2 separate regions of the Mus musculus genome follow, and region 1 is linked to region 2. The links are chromatin contacts, called in public HiChIP or PLAC-seq maps. All regions are on one chromosome and are shown on one strand. Each heading gives the region's core, a stretch centred on a gene start, on an enhancer-like site or on the middle of the called end of the contact. The rest is flanking DNA. Distances are from core to core; before and after follow the strand shown.

Evidence for each region. HiChIP or PLAC-seq counts read pairs in DNA pulled down with a chosen protein or histone mark.
Region 1: a contact with region 2 is called in an H3K4me3 HiChIP or PLAC-seq map of embryonic basal ganglia, with 4 times the contacts expected there. The contact joins two enhancer-like sites. A contact is called at or near these places in 12 of 484 Hi-C or Micro-C datasets (the G1E-ER4 cell line, the N1E-115 cell line, bone marrow-derived macrophages and 5 more), 21 of 115 datasets of contacts at active chromatin or transcription factors (DN3 thymocytes, the HPC-7 cell line, SST interneurons and 16 more) and 3 of 9 other capture datasets (adipose tissue, liver and pancreatic islet).

The regions. Positions count from the first base shown.
Region 1 is chr8:120,545,610-120,551,115 of GRCm38.p6, reverse strand. All of the region lies in intron 1 of Gse1 (genetic suppressor element 1, coiled-coil protein), which reads right to left. Among named protein-coding and RNA genes, the nearest start is that of Mir7687, 9.7 kb to the right of the region's middle. Within about 2 kb of position 1,600, at least 81 of the 459 cell types and tissues checked have an H3K27ac peak or open chromatin away from gene starts, as enhancers often do. A contact at or near this core is called in the N1E-115 cell line, embryonic basal ganglia, embryonic forebrain and 3 more, where this site is marked.
Region 2 is chr8:120,332,153-120,337,069 of GRCm38.p6, reverse strand. Gm32968 (a long non-coding RNA gene) reads right to left here. Exons shown (of 3, transcript XR_388103.3): 2 at 844-1,017. It also overlaps a transcript of Gse1 not described here. Among named protein-coding and RNA genes, the nearest start is that of Gm32968, 6.9 kb to the right of the region's middle. Within about 2 kb of position 1,984, at least 170 of the 459 cell types and tissues checked have an H3K27ac peak or open chromatin away from gene starts, as enhancers often do. A contact at or near this core is called in the N1E-115 cell line, embryonic basal ganglia, embryonic forebrain and 3 more, where this site is marked.

The sequences.
Region 1 (5,506 bases), core at 351-2,850, 210 kb before region 2:
CACATGGGGCTGGTGGGGGGAGGGGTGGGGAACTGGCCCCGGGTACCAAAGAGGAGGACACACTGCCAAATTTTGGGGGGAGCTGAAGAGTCCTCTTCACTCACAGGGCCTAGGGCCACTAGGTATAGTGTCTATTCTGTGCCTGGCATCCCGAGAAGAAACCACCTCAGTAGGCAGGTACCGGTGTCCGTAGAGGCTCAGGTGTGGCAGGCAGGGGGGGGGCAGCGGAAAGGAGAGAGGTGGGCACGGGATGCCTGCTCTCCCTGTCCTCATTAGGGGGTATTTATTAACTTCTCTGTTCCCAGCCGTCGTCATCTATAGGACTGGCTCCTGCGAATTCATTATCCTAAACAGTTGGGAATAAGCTCTGTGGAGCAAGGGCCTGTGATGGATGAGGCCCGGGGCTGCCTGCAGTCCATGCAGTCCATGTTCTCCAGGCGAGCAGCTCGGTGAGAAAGTCAGCCTAAATCTAAGTGGACTCTTGGGCACTCTACACAGGCTCCTTCCTGCTGCCTCGACCAAACGTTCACTCTCAAGCTGGCCGGCCGCAGCTCTCCCCTCTCTAGACCCAGAGTCCAGAGCTCGGGTTTCTGTCAGAAGCTACTATCTCCACAAAATAGCTGGGGACAGCCTGGCTGCCTTGGTGCATCCTGCCCGATTCCCCCACTTAGGGTCCTAACATGCCCAGGAATATCATCAGTGCCAAGGAAGGAGACCCCAGAGCACCAGGCAGATGATACTCCTCAACTCACCTCGCTCTGGTCCTGCACAGTTGACCCAGAAGGGGTTCACGGGGTGGGGGATGGGGTGGAGGGGGTCTCAGTGCCACTTCCCTCCTGCAGTACATCAGGAGTTATTAATCAGCCCAGCCTCCCTCCCGTTGAGGCCGTAATTACCGTCCCTTTCATCCCAGCTCCTCCCGGCACCAGACCTCAGGCTTGCTCCTTCTGCTCTGTAATTACCAGCTAATAGCTGAGATGAATTTTCTGAAGGCCCGGTTCAAGCACCAATCCGTCCCTCCCTCCTCCGCCAGCAGCCCCTCACCCTGGGGTAATTACACCCAGGGAAGCTGTGCCCAGCAGAGCAAGGCTCTCAGGCAGTGTGGACCTGGATGCTCTATCTGCCCCTTCGTCATTTTTCATTACCGCACACTGAAATGTTTGTGAACAGACAGAGACTGGGTCGGCCCGGGCTCCACGCCCCCACCCCCACCCCCGTGATCCCCGCGCCCCAGAGGGTGATGCTTTTGCAGCTCTAACAAGGCTGGGGTCACCCTGCTGCAGGGACCTGGCGGCTGCAGTAGTGTGGGGTGCCCACGTGATCCCCAGAGCCTGGACGGCTTCATAATAAATTCATTATTATGTGTGCCGCCGCCGCCGCCGGCTTGTTCTGAGCGCACCCATGTGAGGCAGCTTCTCCGGGGCGGGGGCAGGGAGGCCTGCTGATGTTCAACGGTGAGTGTACCCCGCAGGCCGCTAAATCCTGCCCCTCTGCCGCTGCTCCCAAGGTCAGTTCCCCCAGGAACCCCTGCACGAGGCGACAGAGCGGGAGAGCAGAGCAGAGCAGAGCAGATGGTGACTCCTGACCCAAGACCGTGAAAGCGGAGAAAGCAGCAGGCGAGTGGGGGTGGCCTGGGTATGACAGGGGCTCTGATCTGTGGGTCAGGGGAGGAATGAGGCAGCCAGGCAGAATGAGGGAGGGAGATGGGAGAGGTTACCCACCTCTGCACTGTGGACAAGGACAGGAGGGGCTGCCCACAGCATGAATGCCATGGATGTATAAGCAGCCTCTGGGGTTCCCTGCAGCCATGGGAGGGCAGAGAATGGGGACCTTTTGGTAACTCCAAGCCTTTCACTGTCCACCCCTAGGCTGTCAAAGGCCCTGCTGTCTCAGTGTTCTGAAAAAAAAAAATGGGAGTACTGACAGGAGACCCACACGTGGTGGATCGAAAAGGTGCAAAGAAAGGGGTAACAGTGAGGGATGGCGCCCGAACTCAGGGTGCAGAGGCAGGGGTACCACGGGTTTAATGCCGACCTAGACTTGGTGAAAACTCATCTTAAAAACAAGTAGTCATGGGGCTGGAGAGATGGCTCAGCGGTTAAGAGCGCTGACTGCTCTTCCAGAGGTCCAGAGTTCAAATCCCAGCAACCACATGGTGGCTCACAACCATCTGTAATGAGATCTGCCGCCCTCTTCTGGTGTGTCTGAAGACAGCCACAGTGTACTTCACATATAGTAATAAATAAAATAAAAAAAATAGTAAAAAGGCGGCTGAGGATGAGCTCAACAGTAAAGCACTCACTTAGGCATGGCGGAGGACGGAGGGAGGGAGGGAGCAGGGGAGGAAAGGAGGAAAGAGCCATGAGGCTCTGTGGCTGTAGATGTTAGACAGGCCTCCTAGGAAGTCACCTGACTAGGTACAAAGCAACAGAGCAGGAGTCTCAGAGGTTCCCAGGCGGCAGCAGGGATGGAGCCTGGCAACAGATGGCAGCGACATTTGACGCGATTATTCTAAGTGGCTGCTGCGCTGTGCTTCGCTTCGTGAGAAGCCTGGCGTGGGCAGACGAAGGAGGCTACACAGCCACCCCACACCAGCTCGGCAAAACCCACCGGAGGAAAGGGTCCCTGAGGTCGGGAAGCCAGTGGTCAGCACCGCCGAGGGTTGACAGTCCAGAGCCCGGCACCATCCCCAATGGTGATCCTGACAGCAGCAGGAGGTGGGACTGGCTTGGAGCCAGAGGTGTGCACAGGGCTTCTATAACCATAACGTTACACACAGGCATGGCACCCTTCACATCAGCAGACCCCACACACCAACCACAGTGACAGGCAGGTGAGACAGGCAAGATCCTTCCCTTCCCTGGGCTCCTTTGTCAGCTGCTTACTAACACTGGGGACGGGGACAGGGACTAGGGACCTCAGGGTGTCCTCGCCTCAGCCTGACTGCTCAGTCTGGCCCAACCTGCCTCCCGGACATAGAGACTCTGCCATTACCCAGTCCGGTTCGGGTGTTTTACCCAGAGGGTGACCAAGGCTGGCAAGAGCCACACCTCATCTAGGCTCAGAGTCTGTCATCTCTGTAATGTCCACTGAGTCAGCTCCTGGGGAGCCCACCGCGCACCACTGTCACCATGCCTGATACGGAGGGCCGAGGACGACAGGATGACAGAGGCAGGCAACATCACCCAGCAGCAGTGTCTGTACACCCCAGTGAGCCCCGAGTGGCCCATGGCACCTTTGGGCTTCATCGGTCACAAAGAGCCCTTTGAGCACCGGCCGCTGGCCTCCTCCCCAAGTCCCCAAAAACAAACACTCAAGCTGTCCAGGACTGAGGTTACGTGCCTCCGAGTCTCCATGGGATGCAGGCCAGGGGCCAGCAGGTCGAGGCCAGGCCCTGAGTGGTCACCTGGAAGGCAGCAATGCACATGTGCCGCCCAGTTCCCCAGGGATTCTCAGGCTCCACCAAGACAGGCCCTCCACTCCCATTTCCTGTTTTGGCTGGGGGCTCAGCAGACCCAGGGGGCTACTTGGGAAGTGGGGACAGAAGTGTTACAACACAAACCTCTCCCCAGGGCACACACCAGCCACATACCAGCATTATCAGCAGGTGCTATAGGAGGAGGTCACAGGTAGATTCCGGAAGGAGGGCTGGGGACAGCAAGGCCAGGCTGTTTTCCTCTAGCCTTGCCCTAATGGAAACCACGGTTTGATACAAGCCCCTTGGTCCCAGCCAGTGACAGCTCCAACACAGGCTGGCCACTTTTGAGGGTCACCCTCAGGTTCCAGGTGCCAAGCGTGGGAGAAGAGACAACCACGCTCTGTTTCTTCTGGCTGCGCAGGACATAGTGGGCTGAGTGTCTCTGGCCTAAAGTCACGTTTAAGTTGTTTGAGTGAGACCCAGAAGGATCACCTTAGTATGGAATTTCGGTTGAGATTCTTCCAAGCTGCTGAGTTACAAAACCCACCGATCCCCAAGTCAGGGGTCCCAGTGCTGGCCTCTAGGTCTCAGGTGGCCACGCTCCCCAGCTCTGGCCTCACAAGTAGCCTGCTCAGTGCTCGCAGTCCACGGGAGCTGAAACACTGGGTCCCGCTGGGACTCTCAGGCTCCACGTTGCTGACTCAAGAGGAAGTAGGGCCCATCCAGGAGGGTCCCTCTCAGATTGTAGCGAACTCGCCCGCCACTCAAATCCGATTCAGGATTTGGCCCAGAGTATAAGCAGGCAAGTGGCTTGTCCCCAGGGCCCGCAGAAAAGGTCCTGACCACCAAGGCCAACAGTTTGGGTCTGAAGGAGACCCAACTTCCTACAGGTTGTCCCCCGACTTTCACATGCCCACAGTGACGTACACACAAGTAAAGGAACGTGACAGAAAAATGTAAAAAGACCCCTTTGGGGACTAGGATGTATGGCAGGAACAGCCTGCTTGCCTACACACAAAGCTCCACTCCCCCAGATGTTTAAAGTGGCAGCTGGGTCCTTGGGGCTTGGATGTAAAATGACTTGTGCAACAAAGTTACTTTGAGCAGCCACTCCTAACTAATGCCCCTCCCTAGTACCATGCATGGGGACAAAGTCGCTCAGGGATTGAGGGAAAGAAAGCTCTAGTACCGTGCCTCAATATCAGACTGGTCTACCACCTTCAAAACCCAACATGCCAAGCCCAGACACCATAAAATTCTCAACCGGGGGGTGGGGGTGGGGGACCCTTAGGCCATGATGGCCTCCTCCATCAGAGAAAAACTTCCTCCACACACAGCTACAAACCTGGGCAAACATGTCACCGTCTCCAGGGTGCATGTGTTAGGTGCCCCTGAGTGACCAACCACCTATACCCAAGTCACCCTGGCAACTCAAGCATACCCACATTCTGCAGGATTCCAACTGGGAACCTCTAGCCAAGCAGGCTCAGAGTACAACCCAGACTTGACCCTCCCTACACTGCAGCAGACCTAACGAAGGCCCTGGGAGCCGGCCTAGCGCAGACTCCCCTGTGGGCAGACAATCCTCATAGCCAAGGCTGGCTAAGCACAGGACCAAGTTCCCCCCATCCACATCTCCACCCAGGGGGCAGGTGAGAGCCAGCAGAGGAGCAGGTGGCACCCGTCCCACCATGCCTTTCTGTGGCACTGCAGGCTGCAATAATCCTGACTTGAAATGCATGGGAACAGCAGCTTGGGGAGTGACCTTTCAAAGTTGGAATAGCTGCACGGTCACGGTAAGCTACCTTGGTGTTCTGGGGAAGAAACTCAGGTCTACATTCAAGACCCAAAGCTGCTTTCTACACAGGAAGACACATGGCCTCAAGTGAATGTACTTACTGTTTATTTATATGTGTGGACATGCACAGGTGCCTGAGGCAGCCAGAATAGGGAGGGCACTGGCTCCCTAACTCACCCTGGGGGCTGGGGTGGGGCAAGGAGAGGCCCCACCATGGGTTTTGGGAACTTTACTTTTGCCCCCTCGGAGAGCAGTAAGCATGGTTTCTCCAGTCCCAAGCCTGAAGTGAC
Region 2 (4,917 bases), core at 735-3,234:
ATGCAGTGAAATCCTCACTTGTGAGCTGGCTTCCGGAAACCTCTCAGACACCAAGCAAGGGAGAGGGAAGGGTGGAGAGAAAATGCAGAAGAATGGCAAGAACTCGCCAGGGTACCTAAAGAGAAGACAGGGCTTTCTGAGTGTGAGTGAGGGGCTCCGAGTGTGTGTGAGGGGCTCTGAGTGTAGGTGAAGGGCTCCGAGTGTGTGTGAGGGGCTCTGAGTGTGGGTGAGGGGCTCTGAGTGTGGGTGAGGGGCTCTGAGTGTGGGTGAGGGGCTCTGAGTGTAGGTGAAGGGCTCCGAGTGTGTGTGAGGGGCTCTGAGTGTGGGTGAGGGGCTCTGAGTGTGGGTGAGGGGCTCTGAGTGTGGGTGAGGGGCTCTGAGTGTCAGTGAGGGGCTCCAAGTATGGGTGAGAGGCTCCAAGTGTGGGTGAGGGCTCCGAGTGTGGGTGAGGGACTCTGAATGTGAAAAGGAGCCCCGAGGATGTGGGGGGTTCTGAGGTGGGGTGCAGGGTTCACAGGTGGAGGGCAGGACTTTTGCCAGAAGCAACTAGGTAGCTTTCCAAGATACTTGCTGCCCATGGCTGCTGTAATAAATGACCCCAAATCTAGAGGCTCAGAAACATACCAGACCTCTTTCTGACTGGATCTTAGGGGCTGAAATCTCAGGCTTGGCAGGGCTGGCCTCCCCACTGCCCGGGGGGTCACCTGCTTTATCGTCTTGGCTTCCAGAGAGGATTGTCCCCAGTGGCTGCCTCTCCCACCCCACAAGTCCATTATCACAGATCTGAAGTTCCATTCTATGCCTGCCGCCTCCCCTTTGTCTCCACCCCTCCCCCCACCTCACCAGCCCAGTGTAATCTTGTGGGCCATCTGCACACTGTCCTTCTCGCGGCCCTGGGGATCCGGACATGGATACGGGGGGGCCCTGCCCGACCTCACACAGATGGCCTTTGGACATCGTATGTAACCCACAATCACTGTCACCGGGAAGGACACATGGGTCCCAAAAGCCAACAGCCTGGGGAGAGATGGAGAAAGCAGGGGCTTCTATATCTTCAGCCTCCAGAGAGGGAGGGTCTCCCTCCCACCTCCTACCCCCTCTGCCCCAGCCTCCTGCCCTCTGTCCCCAAACGTCACTCTTCCCTCCTCCTTGCTGGGCATTCCCCAGAGTTACTGTTTTAATAAGCTCCTTGCCCTCTAATTAGCAGGTGCGGCTCTGTAAGGAAGCGCCTGGTGTTTACCTAGCACGGAGCCTTTAATAACTGCAGCCCGGCGGGCTGGCTCCCTAATCCCCTCTGCAGGCGGGCTAATGAGCCTGGCACCGCCAGCCACTCCTGCCTCACCAGGCTAGCAGTGCCCCCAGGGCTTCTTACTGAGCCCCGCCAGGACCCTGGAGCCCACAGACTCCAGGCCTGGGTCAAGCGTGATACCTCGCTCCAGACTGATGGCACTGCCAGGTCCGTGTTAGGGGAAATGAAACCTCCTTAGCGGGTGGGGCTGGCCAATCTCAGAGCTGGCAACATCTCCATACTTAAGGGAGGGCTGTCCCTCGGGACTCAGGCAGGGGGCAGAGGCCACTAAAACATGCAATACTCAGGGGCTGCAGACCAGAGGGCACAAGCTAATTCTACAGCCTGGAACAACCGTTCCTCCCCCCCACAAGCTGGGGGTGGCAACAGCTAGGAGCACTGGGCAGTCTGGGGCAGAACTCATCCAATCAGCTACAGGAGGTCCCCGGAGGGAGCTGTTGACTCCAACAAGGGACAGCTACCACAGGGCAGCTTTCAGGTCTCAAGCTCCCCTCCTCCCAGACACAGCAGGACCCAGAGAGGAAAAAAAAGGCACTCTGTGGCAGAATATTCTAGAACAAGATGTGTGTGGGTTTTTTTTTTTTTTTCCTTTTAAATAAATGGATGTGCCTTGGGGCTGCTTGGGAGGCAGAGGCCCCGCCCACCCATTTGGAGGCGTTGAATAGCTTGAAAGGCCCTTGGAGTGCGGAGGCAAGAGAGAAAGGCCTCCTCTCAGCTTCCTTTGTGGGAAAGCCTCCTCTGGCCCCTGCTGGGCCTTTATCTGACTCGGCTGGTTCTTCCTGCAGTGGGGGTACCTCAGGAAGGTGGGTGGAGGGGAGGCCTCCCTTCCTGCAATCCTCCCCCTCCCTCTTCCCTCCGCTAGCCTCTCTCTCCCTTCCCAGGCCACAAGGTTCCCCAGGCCTTCCCCTTCCTGGGCAAGAGCATTCTAGTGCCTCCTGCTCAGGCAAGCAAAGACCCTGGCCACTGGACACCCTTCAGCTAAGAGCAGTCAAGCACAAACTAAGAGTCAGTTTTTTGCTGAGAGTCACCCTGTGCAGTCATCATAAAAGGGAGACCGAAAATCTGGGGATCCCTCTAATCACAGCCACTGGACCCAAGTGTGGCCAGTGACCCCAGCTAGGTGACAACAAACAACTGGGCACCTTCTCAGGATGCCATCCTTCCTCAACGTCAACCCAGAGGGTGAGTGAGTGACCCACATTCTGTAAATTCGTAGAATGACAGGAAGAATGGCCAGGATCAGAGAACCTGCACCTAGCCATCCAACCTTGACCCCTGGGCTCACAGGGAAAGAACAAAGGAAATGTGAGCCAGACCAAGCTAGTCAGAATCCTGTCCCATCTGGGTGGGTGTGGTGGCGCATGCCTTTAGTCCCAGCACTTGGGAGGCAGAGGCAGGCAGATTTCTGAGTTTGAGGCCAGTCTGGTCTACAAAGTGAGTTCCAGGACAGCCAGGGCTATACAGAGAAACCCTGTCTTGAAACCCCACCACCACAAAAAAAAAAAAAAAAAAAAAAGAAAAGAAAAAGAAAAAAAGAAAAAAAAGAAATTCCCGTCCCGTGTACCCTTCCAGAACTTTCTAGGGCAATGGCACAGACGGCACAGTGTCTGGAAGAGGAAGGGGCTAATGTTGTGACTTCTGTATCTGGCTCTTGACTGTGATGACTTTGGTTCTGGGGCTCCACAAACCAGGAACCCCAACTGCCTAGAGGGAGGAGGCAGGAAGAGTAAACCAGACCCACAAGCCATAGAACAAGTTGGCAAGAGGCCCCACCATGTTGCTAGCCACTCTGCCATCTTGGAAGCGGTTCTTCCAGCCCCAGGCAGAGGCCTCCACAGGTGGTCCCACCTAGCCTCACCCACCCCACCCACCCCACTGCAGGTCTGTGAACAATGGAGCATGGGCTGTTCTGTGGTCGGCAGCACATAGGAGGCTGGAGGCAAGATGGCCAGGCAAGATCAGCTTCAGATGACTGGACCCCCCACAGTATCTGGGTGCCACGCCCTTATTCAGTTCTAGAAGTGACCTCCATTGCATGCACAGGGCGACCAAGAAACAGAGATGCTAGATCACTTGCTGGAGGTTCCTGCCTCTCCCCAGTAGGAATGATAGGCCAATGGCAGCCATTTGCCACATAAGCTGGGACAGTCTTGATTTCTAGGACAGCATTTTTTGAATAAAAGATGTTATGTAGAACAGGCAGCCCATCTTTCTACTCCTGTAAAAATTAATACGATTTTTTTTAAAGTGGACTTAAAAATACTGCCCCCCCCCCCCAAAATGGATCATAGTATTCGATTTCTGGTGGAGAGCCACGGCAGGCTAAGTGCGTGCCAGCAGAAATCGTCTCACCCTGTTTCTCACCAAATAAAAAGACATCCATGATCACAATCCCTTGAGGACCTGGACAGAAAAGAAGGCTGAAGGCAAAAGCAGATCTGCCAGGGGAACCAGTGTCTGGTGCTCCCTGGTCCAGCAGAGTAGCGCAGGCTTGTCAATGCAGCTACTCTAAGGGACTGAGGCAGGCACAAGTTCAAGGCCAGCCTGAGAAATTTAACAAGACCCTATCCCAGAAAAAAAAAAAAAAAAAAAAAAAAAGAGTGGAGTCGGCTTCACTGGTAGAGTTCCTTCCTAGAATCCTCCAGTTAAGGGCCTGGGGGCGTGGCTCAGACAGAATTCAGAATTTGCATATAGGAAACACTGACTCTCCCCACCTCAGCAGGATGGTGTATACTTAGTGTCATATAGCTATCACCCGCATCTGAAGACTTTCCATCATCCCCCAGACGAAACCCACAGCAGTGACTCAGCACCCCCTTCCCATCGGCTGTCTTTGGGTTTGGGTGCTGGTCACATCAGACTGGTAAGAGTCCCACACTGGGTGGCCTCCCGTGTCTGGCTTCCTGTTTTTGAGTCGTGTGTGTCCTCCACTGCTGGGTTCTGTGCTGCCTTCCCTTCCCTGAGTGACTGTTCTCCAGTGACTGATAGTGCTCTGGTGCCTGAGAAGGTGAGCATGTCCACTCTCTTGGGAACACCCCCATGACTTGCTCGGTTGCATGGTGGCTTTCGGATCTGGGACTCCCCTGGAACTCTCCCCGGGCCTCCCCATATCCTCCTCCCCCACCCAAGAGTAGGTGAGGATTTGGGCATCTCCAAGTCCTTGTCAGAATTTAGCAGTTGCTGGTCACTGCTTTAACAGACCTCTGTATGCTCAGTGGCGCCTCCATGTGGTTTCATAATTCCCATGCAAAGGAACCAGGTGGCACTGAGCGCTCCTGGTTGGATGTGAGGTCCCAGACTAGCTGGCCTTGGCAACTGTTCCATGCTCGGCCATACAGCTGGATGGCCGGCCCCACCGTTGTCCATTTATAGTGCGGGGGGGGGGGGGTCGGGACGGGGAGGCAGGGGGAAACTGCCACATGAAACAGGATGACACCTGGAGCACAGCGGGGGACCAGGCTTCTTTCAGGGATGTCACACTCAGTCACCAGCTGTGCCTCCAGAACTGGTGGGGCCCCACAGCAAGATCCTCAGACTGGGTTCATACTTCAGACCCTGCTGTGGACTGGCTACCCACCACTTTCCTTCAGTACCCTCTGGAAACATCT